2 separate regions of the Sus scrofa genome follow, and region 2 is linked to region 1. Evidence: chromatin contacts called from public HiChIP or PLAC-seq data. All regions are on one chromosome and are shown on one strand. Each heading gives the region's core, a stretch centred on a gene start, on an enhancer-like site or on the middle of the called end of the contact. The rest is flanking DNA. Distances are from core to core; before and after follow the strand shown.

Region 1 (3,763 bases), core at 466-2,965:
ACCCTTTTGGGAGAGGATCAATAGGTTGACGCCTTGGAACTCAGACTTTCATGTACAGTTCATTAAACTTTTTTTTTTCTTTTTAACATTTAAGACCAGGTAACTTCCCAAAGGAAACCCAGTCTAAGGGGCGCAGATCTGTTCTGATTGAACAAGGAGCTCTGTCAACCTTTTAAACCCTAGACTTCAGGCATTGAGAATTTGTGGGCGGGGCAGACCAGGGGCGGGGCTACTGGGAGGCGGAGGGGAGGCTCCGGGTGCGGGTGCGGGGCTTTTCGTCTCCGCCCCCTTGATTATGCATTCTGCGTTTCCAGGGCCCCTCTCGCATTTACACCACACCCACTTGTGATCAGGTTTGCTACTGAGTGGTGAGGAAAGAGAGTGGGGGATTAGCGCTGGCGGAGAAGCTGTGATGTCTGAATTTCACATGTCTTCTGGCCTCCCAACCCTATTTCCATCTTTCTTCCTAGGTAAAATCTGAATTGGGACAGAGGAAAAGGAATTAAGACTCAAGGACAAAAACTCAGCCCAGGAACACCGAACACTTCCTGCCAGTCCCTTTCTCTTACTCCCCTCCCCCAACCCCTTACCTCCCAGCCGCGCTGGTCTAAAGTAATCTTTCCCCACCGGGGAGGGAAAAAAAAAGTATTTTGCATATTCACATGTTTTACAATCTACCACAATCAGTCAAGTCTAAATCGACGAGAGTGCACGTGGGAGGGGCATCGAAGTCCCCACCCAAAAGGCATTAGCTACCTAGAATGCGTGCGTGCGTGTATGTGTGCATGTGAGTGTGCGTGTACGTGTGTTTGTGTGGTGTGGCGGGGTTGGAGAATAGAAACGTCAAAGAAAGACTGGCGGGGGCGGGTAGGGGGTTGGGAGGGACAAAGGTGGAATTAGCACAGAAGACCGGTAGCGTCTCTCTCTCCCGGTCCTCAGTTAAAACAATATTTTAACAAAGGAAATTTTTTTTTCAAGTTTAGGACCCCCCCCCAAAAAAAAACCGTATTGAGTGGATAGGGGGTGGGGTGGTAGAAGGAGATGATAACGTAAGGTGCACACTTTCGGAATGGAGATTGAGTACCTGGGGGTTTGGACCTAGAGACCAAGTAAGAGCTCAGAGTCGGTATTCAGTCGAGGGGAGAGAGGTGGGGGCAGGGGCGAAGAGAAGGAGCGAAAACCTGCAGAAGCTCGGCTAACCGCAGCCCGGGGTAGCAGGATCTGTCAGGGCTCGAATTCCAAGGTGCAAGGACCCTCCCCGCCCTCCTCCCGGGCTGCACCCCGGCTCTAAGCCACTTGCTGGGCAGAGCGCGCGGGGCCAGCCTGTCCCAAGTCCCCCGCCCGTGCGCCGTGTAACTGCCTGGCACACTGAGAGCGCTCACCGATCTTGGCTTGCTCGCGGTAGCTCTTTTCGTTGAGGCAAACCCCGCGGCCGTGCAGCAGGGCGTGCAGCGGCTTCTCCTCGTCCTGCCGGGGGAGGCAGCGCAGCCCCTGGGCGCAGCGCTCAGTGTAGACGCCGCACGACTGCCCCTCCGCCAGGGCGCAGGTCATGCAGCAGCCGCAGCCAGGCTCCTTGACCAGCTCACAGCCAAGGGGGCTGGGGGGGCACATGGAGAGGGCTTTCTCGTCGCAGGGCTCGCAGTGCACGAAGGAGCCCAGGCCCTGGGCCGGTCCGGCACAGGCGGCCAGCAGCAGGAGGACCGCGGTGAGCACCATCTTCTCCGAGTCTCCCCCTTTACCTGGGGCGGGGCAGGAGATCGAGAGTGCAAGGAGAAAGGGGCCAGGAAGGCGCGCGGAGAAATTCTTTTCTTTTTAAAATTTCTGGCAGGTAGAGCAGGTGCCCTCCCCCAGACAATTGCAAAATGCAGGGAGCGATGGAGGGCTGGAGTGCCTGCAAGCAAGTCCCAATTGCAAAGATTACAGACTTGCAACAGGTAGGGGGAAAAAGAGCAGCGCCAGGTGCACGCAGAGGAATTGGAGGTCAGAGAAACAAACCCCCAAGCCTGGCCTGGTCAGAATTGCAGGGGCTGGGAGGGAGCAAAAAATTGTCCCCCCCCTCAAACAACAACCAGAATAATGAGCTCGGAGGCAGTGGAGGGGGGAGGGATAAAAATAGATTTTTCTTCGAAATTTTTGTTTAAAATCTCAAACTACACCCTTCTCCTTTCTAACCCTCAGCCGCCAGCGGCGCACGGCTGCCGCGGAACAGGTATGAGGCGGCGGCTGCAGCCGCGACGGTGGGGGGAAAATGTTGAAATCAAGAAATTAAAAAAAAAAAAAAAAAAAAAAAGACCAAATCCAAACCCCTAACACCTCTTTCCTCCCACTCTGCCAGCACCTCTTCGAAATTCGCAGGTTCTACGTGAAGCTCGAAGAAGGGTGCAAACCGAGGAGGGGGTAATGAAAAGGAGGAAAAGGAAAAAAAAAAAAAAAAAAAAAAAAAAAAAAAAAGGAAAAAACCCACACCGCTTTGCAGCTCTTTCCTAGCTCTTTTTTCCCCGGCAGAAGTTTCCAAAGAGACTAAAGGCTCGGGTTGAGCAGGCGCTTTTAAATAGACGGCCCCTGGCTGCCAGCCAGTTTGTAGCTGCAATTTGAGCTCCCCAACACCCAACCCAGGCAAAGATGCCAAGGAGTACAAACTCACACGGGGTGGGGGTGGGGAGAGACCTTCTAGACACACGGGGGCTCCCCTTCACTGCCTGAACAGCACCCTGCCCTCCCTGAAATGGAAAAGAAGGGGCCAGAGAGACAAGGCTGGGGCAGCCAAGAGGGGGGTGGGGTGGGGGTGGGGGAGAGTTTGAATGTTCTTCCCAGCAGTGGATACAATAAGGACTAACTTGTCCCCCCTTCCCTCCCACCCCATAACTAGTCAAGGCCCAGGCTGGAAGGAGTATTTTCTTATTAGCCAACTGGACATATATACACTGCCCAAGAAATTCTCCCCTAATTTTGGGAAATGGCTGTCTGCTGGTGTATGAGTGACTGAATAAGGGGTGTGTGAGTGTGTGTGTGTGTGTTGGGGTGGGGAGAAATAAAAATAAAGGAAAAAATCTCTGAACTCACCCCCCCAAAAAAAAAATCTGGGAAAGGGGATTTAATCTAGTGTTTCTGTTGCTCTGTGACGTGACTGTCTTTGGTTATATGGTGAAGAAGTGGTTACTTGCCTTCAGTTACAGAGTTGGCCCAGGAAACCTCTGTGTGTGTGTGTGTGTGTGTGTGTGTGTGTGTGTGTGTGTGTTTTGTGTGTGTACTTGCAGGAAAGGACATTCATACCAGCAGCATTGTAGACAGAAATGAGTTACAGAGACCAGCACTTTGGAGGAAAGGCTAGGTCTGAAAAATCTTGCCTGGGGGCCTAAAGTGTCCTGGTGTGAGGTTTTCAGGTGGGCAGAGTGGATGATCCTTCTATTGGGCAGGGCTATATCCCAGGAGGGAGTGGGTGACAGACCAGAGGGATTCTTTGTTATGAGCTACTCTGGTGCTAGCAGGCACAGCACAGGAATAGGAGCTGGTGGTGCCCCAGGACTTGCTGGTCCTGACCAGGAATACTGTTAGTCCATTGGAAACCTCAGACAATCTCCTGGGACACTAAGTCCCCTTCTTTCCTTAGTGAAATGAAAGAAAAGCTCAAGTCTTTAAAGAAGGAAGGAGGGGATTTATTTTTTTCCTGAACTGGGCATGAGTGGGCTGTGACTTCAGAGCCAGAGCAGAGAGAGATGGGTAGCTATTTGCTGCCCCACTGGGTGGGGGGGCCCTTGGGGGT
Region 2 (3,763 bases), core at 511-3,010, 130 kb after region 1:
CAAAATACTTAACCTGATTACTTGACATAATTGTCTGAGGCATCAGGTTTAACAATATCATGCCTATTAAAAAAATATGGCAATCATTACAACAGAGAATGAGCTTAAACTGAAGGTAGAGAAAATTAAGTTAGATAAGAAAATAAAACATCCCCCATAGTGGAACAAGAGAGGTTTTTAGGGTGTATGTCAATAATTTTAAGAAATCAATGTGAAACAATTTTGTAAATAGTGGAAAAAGAACCCAAATGTGGGGGATGTTTTGTGGCGGGAAAGGAGGACATGGGTGTAGGTTCTGGCTCTGCGAGTGACTTGCTCTTTGATCTGGAGTGAGTGAATTCTTCTTTCTGGACCTCAGTATCCCTCTTGTAAACAAAGGGATTGGATTATACATTTTCCTGAAGTCTCACTCCCTAGTCGCATGCTTCTGACTACGCTCAATCTTGTCAAAATGTGGGGATTTAAACACTGGTGATGCTGATGACCACAGGGCTGAAAGATGGGCTCCAAACACATGCAATTGCAGACTGAACTCTTCCACTTGGAAGTCCAGTAGACACCTTGAACCTCCCACGCCCATGCAAAGCATTATGGTATCTTCTGTTCCCAAACATCCTCCTGCAGCCTTTCACATCTCAGTAAGAAGCAGCTATTCTGGAAGTCCCCCTTAATCAACCTCACTTTCAGACATAGCCTGCATCCCACTGACCAGCAGGCCCTGTCACTACTCTACCATCAACATATACCCCAAAGCTCCCCCTCTACCTGCTGACACCTCAGTACTAGCCACCTTTCACCTAGATGGACCAACTACTCTCTCAGATGCCACTCTTGCCCTCTGGTCATCCAGTTTTCATACAACAGTTAGGGTGAGCTCTTCATCCTTTCCTCTGTTAAAAATCTTCCAGTGACTTCTTACCACATTTGTGATAAAGTCACACTCCTTGCCTTCCTCTGCAGAGATTTCTGACCTTGTTTCTAACCCTCTCCTGCTCTCTTGTCTACTTTCCAACTTGGCTTCAGGCGTTCTGGCTGTTCGTCAGCACACTGGGCTCGTTTCTGTCCCGGCGTCATGGTGCTCCCTCTGCCTTCTGCTTGGGGACCTTTCCTTCCACATTATCTCTGGCTCTTCCCCTTGCTCCACTGGGGTCTTGGCTCAAATGTCTCTTGTTTGAGGGGGCTGAGGGCCTACCACTATTCTTTTCCAGATCCTAGTTCATTCATCTCTCTTATAGTTTCTCCACAAAGCATGTAACACTCTGGAATTATTTTACTTGCTTACTTGTGTATTTTCTGCCTGTCTCCACTATAATGTTAACTCTATAAATGCAGGAACATTTTTTTGTCTTTTATACAACTGTGTTCCCAATGGCATGTATAGTAAGTATTCAGTAAACGCTCATTGAATTAATGGATGAGCCAATGAAGAGAAACTGACTATAGGACCCCTGCTGCCCACGGCCAATATTCTTCAACAAAGGGAGGGGAGCGAGGGACTTGGATTTCATGGCCAGGGGTGAACTCAAGCCAGCCTCTGTCAGCTCATGGTGGTGGCACTTGAACGGGGCGTGGGTCTCTGACCCTGGAAACCAGCTGTCTCTGCCCCATGGCTCTGATCAGATCCTGGTGCTCAGAGTTCTGTGCCGCCTCTTGTTTCCTCTTTTTAGGAGGCACTTGGCAGGCCTCTCAGGGGTATATTTGGCTTCTTTTCCAAGCTGATTTCTCTCGCTGCTGAGAAATGACTAAGCAGATTCTCCATCTCCTGGAGGCCAGCTGCCAGCCTGTGAGGGTTGATACTGTCAGCCCAGATCGGTTGGGGAGCACAAGCCCTACTTCTGAAAAAACCTCCTTCCTTTGCTCTGTATTCAGAAAAAGAACAGAACAGACCCCCCCGCCCCCGCCACTTTGAAATGGCCTCCCTCACTTCTTGCGACGGGGTTCTAGGCTGATCCCTCCACCCCCACAGAAGAGGAAAAGCAATTAGATCCCTACTCACAGGGCTCAATGTCTGAGTAATGTTGGATGTTGCAAAGTAATTGATAGAGGATATTTGGATGGTAGCATAATCATAACAAAAGCATCTTCTGTTTACTGAGTGCTTACTCTGTGTCAGGCACAACACTAACCTCTACAGGTATGTTAGCTTGTTTGATTCTCACAGTGATCTTAGGAGGTGAGTGCTGTGAATTTATAGATCAGGAACTGGAGGTAAAGGAAGATTAAGGAACTGGCCCATGGCACCATGACTCAGTAGTGGAGGGACTGCATTCAAGCACAGGTCTCTCTGCTTCCAAGAACATGTGCTTGCTCCTTGGGCTGCACTCCTTATACCCCTGCACAGATTGTTCCTAAAGTTGGCTACAGTGGAAACACAAAGCACAGCCCAAGTAATTTTTTCCAAATTTCTCACCACCATCCCCTTACTTCACACCAGAGAAACCCCTGCAAATTCAGTGGGAGGTTAATAGGCTTAATGTGGAAAATTGATTTAGAAGTCAACCAAGTCTGGGAACTACTGGGTGTAAATAAAGTTAGAAAAGACTTTGCAGAATTATTGTGTTGAAACTGATAGAAAATCCTCAAGAGAGGAATGTCTCACACTGCCATTCCAAAATTTAAATGGCCAGGGAACACCTTTTCTCCCAGAAGCAGCTTGGGGTTCCATGAATCCTCAGGAAATCGCTGAGTGCTATGAATACACTCACTTACCTATAAAAGTGCTTGGAGGTTCTCTCTCTACTTCATTTGAAATCTGTCCATCCACCCATCCACCCATCCACGCATTCATCCATCCATCCATCTCTTGAGCACCTACCATGTTCCAGGCACCACAAAGGTGTTTTCTCCCATGTCATCATACGCATTCTCACCACAACCCCATGTTATAGACAAAGAAGCAGAGAATCAGCAAGGCCACTAAGCTAGGCAGTAAGAGGATAGACATTAAAACATAAATTTCCCAATCCAGACTTACTGAATTTTCTTCTTTATTCCAGAATTTCTTCCTTCAGTTGCTTATCCAATTTCTGGGTGTTTGTCAAAATCCCAACTCAAACTGCTTCCTCCAGAAGTCATTCCCTTCCTCCCCATCTGCCCTTCATGAGTGAGGTCTCCCTCTCCTTAACTCCCTTCAAACACACCCTCTCTAGTGAATATGCCACGCACTTCCTCAGACTGCTGGTTCAGTGTGAGTGTATATGTCTGTGTCTTGGACCTCAAATGGAGTTCAAGTCAGGCACTTGGCATGTATCATTTCCTTAAACTGGCACATCAACCTGTGATAGAAGTCCTGATAGACTCATTTTATAGATGAGAAAATTGACCTGCAGTGAGGTTCATTTACTTGCCCAAGGTCACGAAGCAAGTTAGCAATGAAGCCTGGCCACAGGATTCATTCCTTCCACTGCTCCAAGCTGCCTCTACCTAGTTCAACCCCTGATCCATATTTGGGGAAACTGAGGCTGAGAGACAGGAAATAACTAGCCCCAAGTCACACAGCTTGTGTGTAGCAGTGCTAGGATTGCCTGTAAATCTTCAATGCCAGGAATATTTTCTCCCCAGAAGGCTGTCTCCCCAGGTTTAATTCTGATCCCAGCCGTTGCTGACAGTCAGCTCCTATTACCTGAATGCCGTGGAAATTGTACCTTGTAGCTGCAGAGACAGCAGGAGACTGTTAGTCTGTTCCCTGGGGAATAGCCAAGGAAGGTCAGCCTACTAGCCTGCAGACCCAGCACCTAAAATAAACCAGGCAGCAAGCTCAAAA

What was found. HiChIP or PLAC-seq counts read pairs in DNA pulled down with a chosen protein or histone mark.
Region 2: a contact with region 1 is called in an H3K27ac HiChIP or PLAC-seq map of skeletal muscle. The contact joins the enhancer-like site here to the promoter of IGFBP5 in region 1. A contact is called at or near these places in 7 of 47 Hi-C or Micro-C datasets (embryonic fibroblasts, heart right ventricle, psoas muscle and 2 more) and 1 of 2 datasets of contacts at active chromatin or transcription factors (skeletal muscle).

The regions. Positions count from the first base shown.
Region 1 is chr15:118,876,072-118,879,834 of Sscrofa11.1, forward strand. IGFBP5 (insulin-like growth factor binding protein 5) reads right to left here and starts at 1,716. Exons shown (of 4, transcript NM_214099.1): 1 at 1,383-1,716. The coding sequence starts at 1,716.
Region 2 is chr15:119,004,106-119,007,868 of Sscrofa11.1, forward strand. No RefSeq gene overlaps it. Among named protein-coding and RNA genes, the nearest start is that of TNP1, 32 kb to the right of the region's middle. Within about 2 kb of position 1,761, at least 16 of the 83 cell types and tissues checked have an H3K27ac peak or open chromatin away from gene starts, as enhancers often do. A contact at or near this core is called in skeletal muscle and subcutaneous adipose tissue, where this site is marked.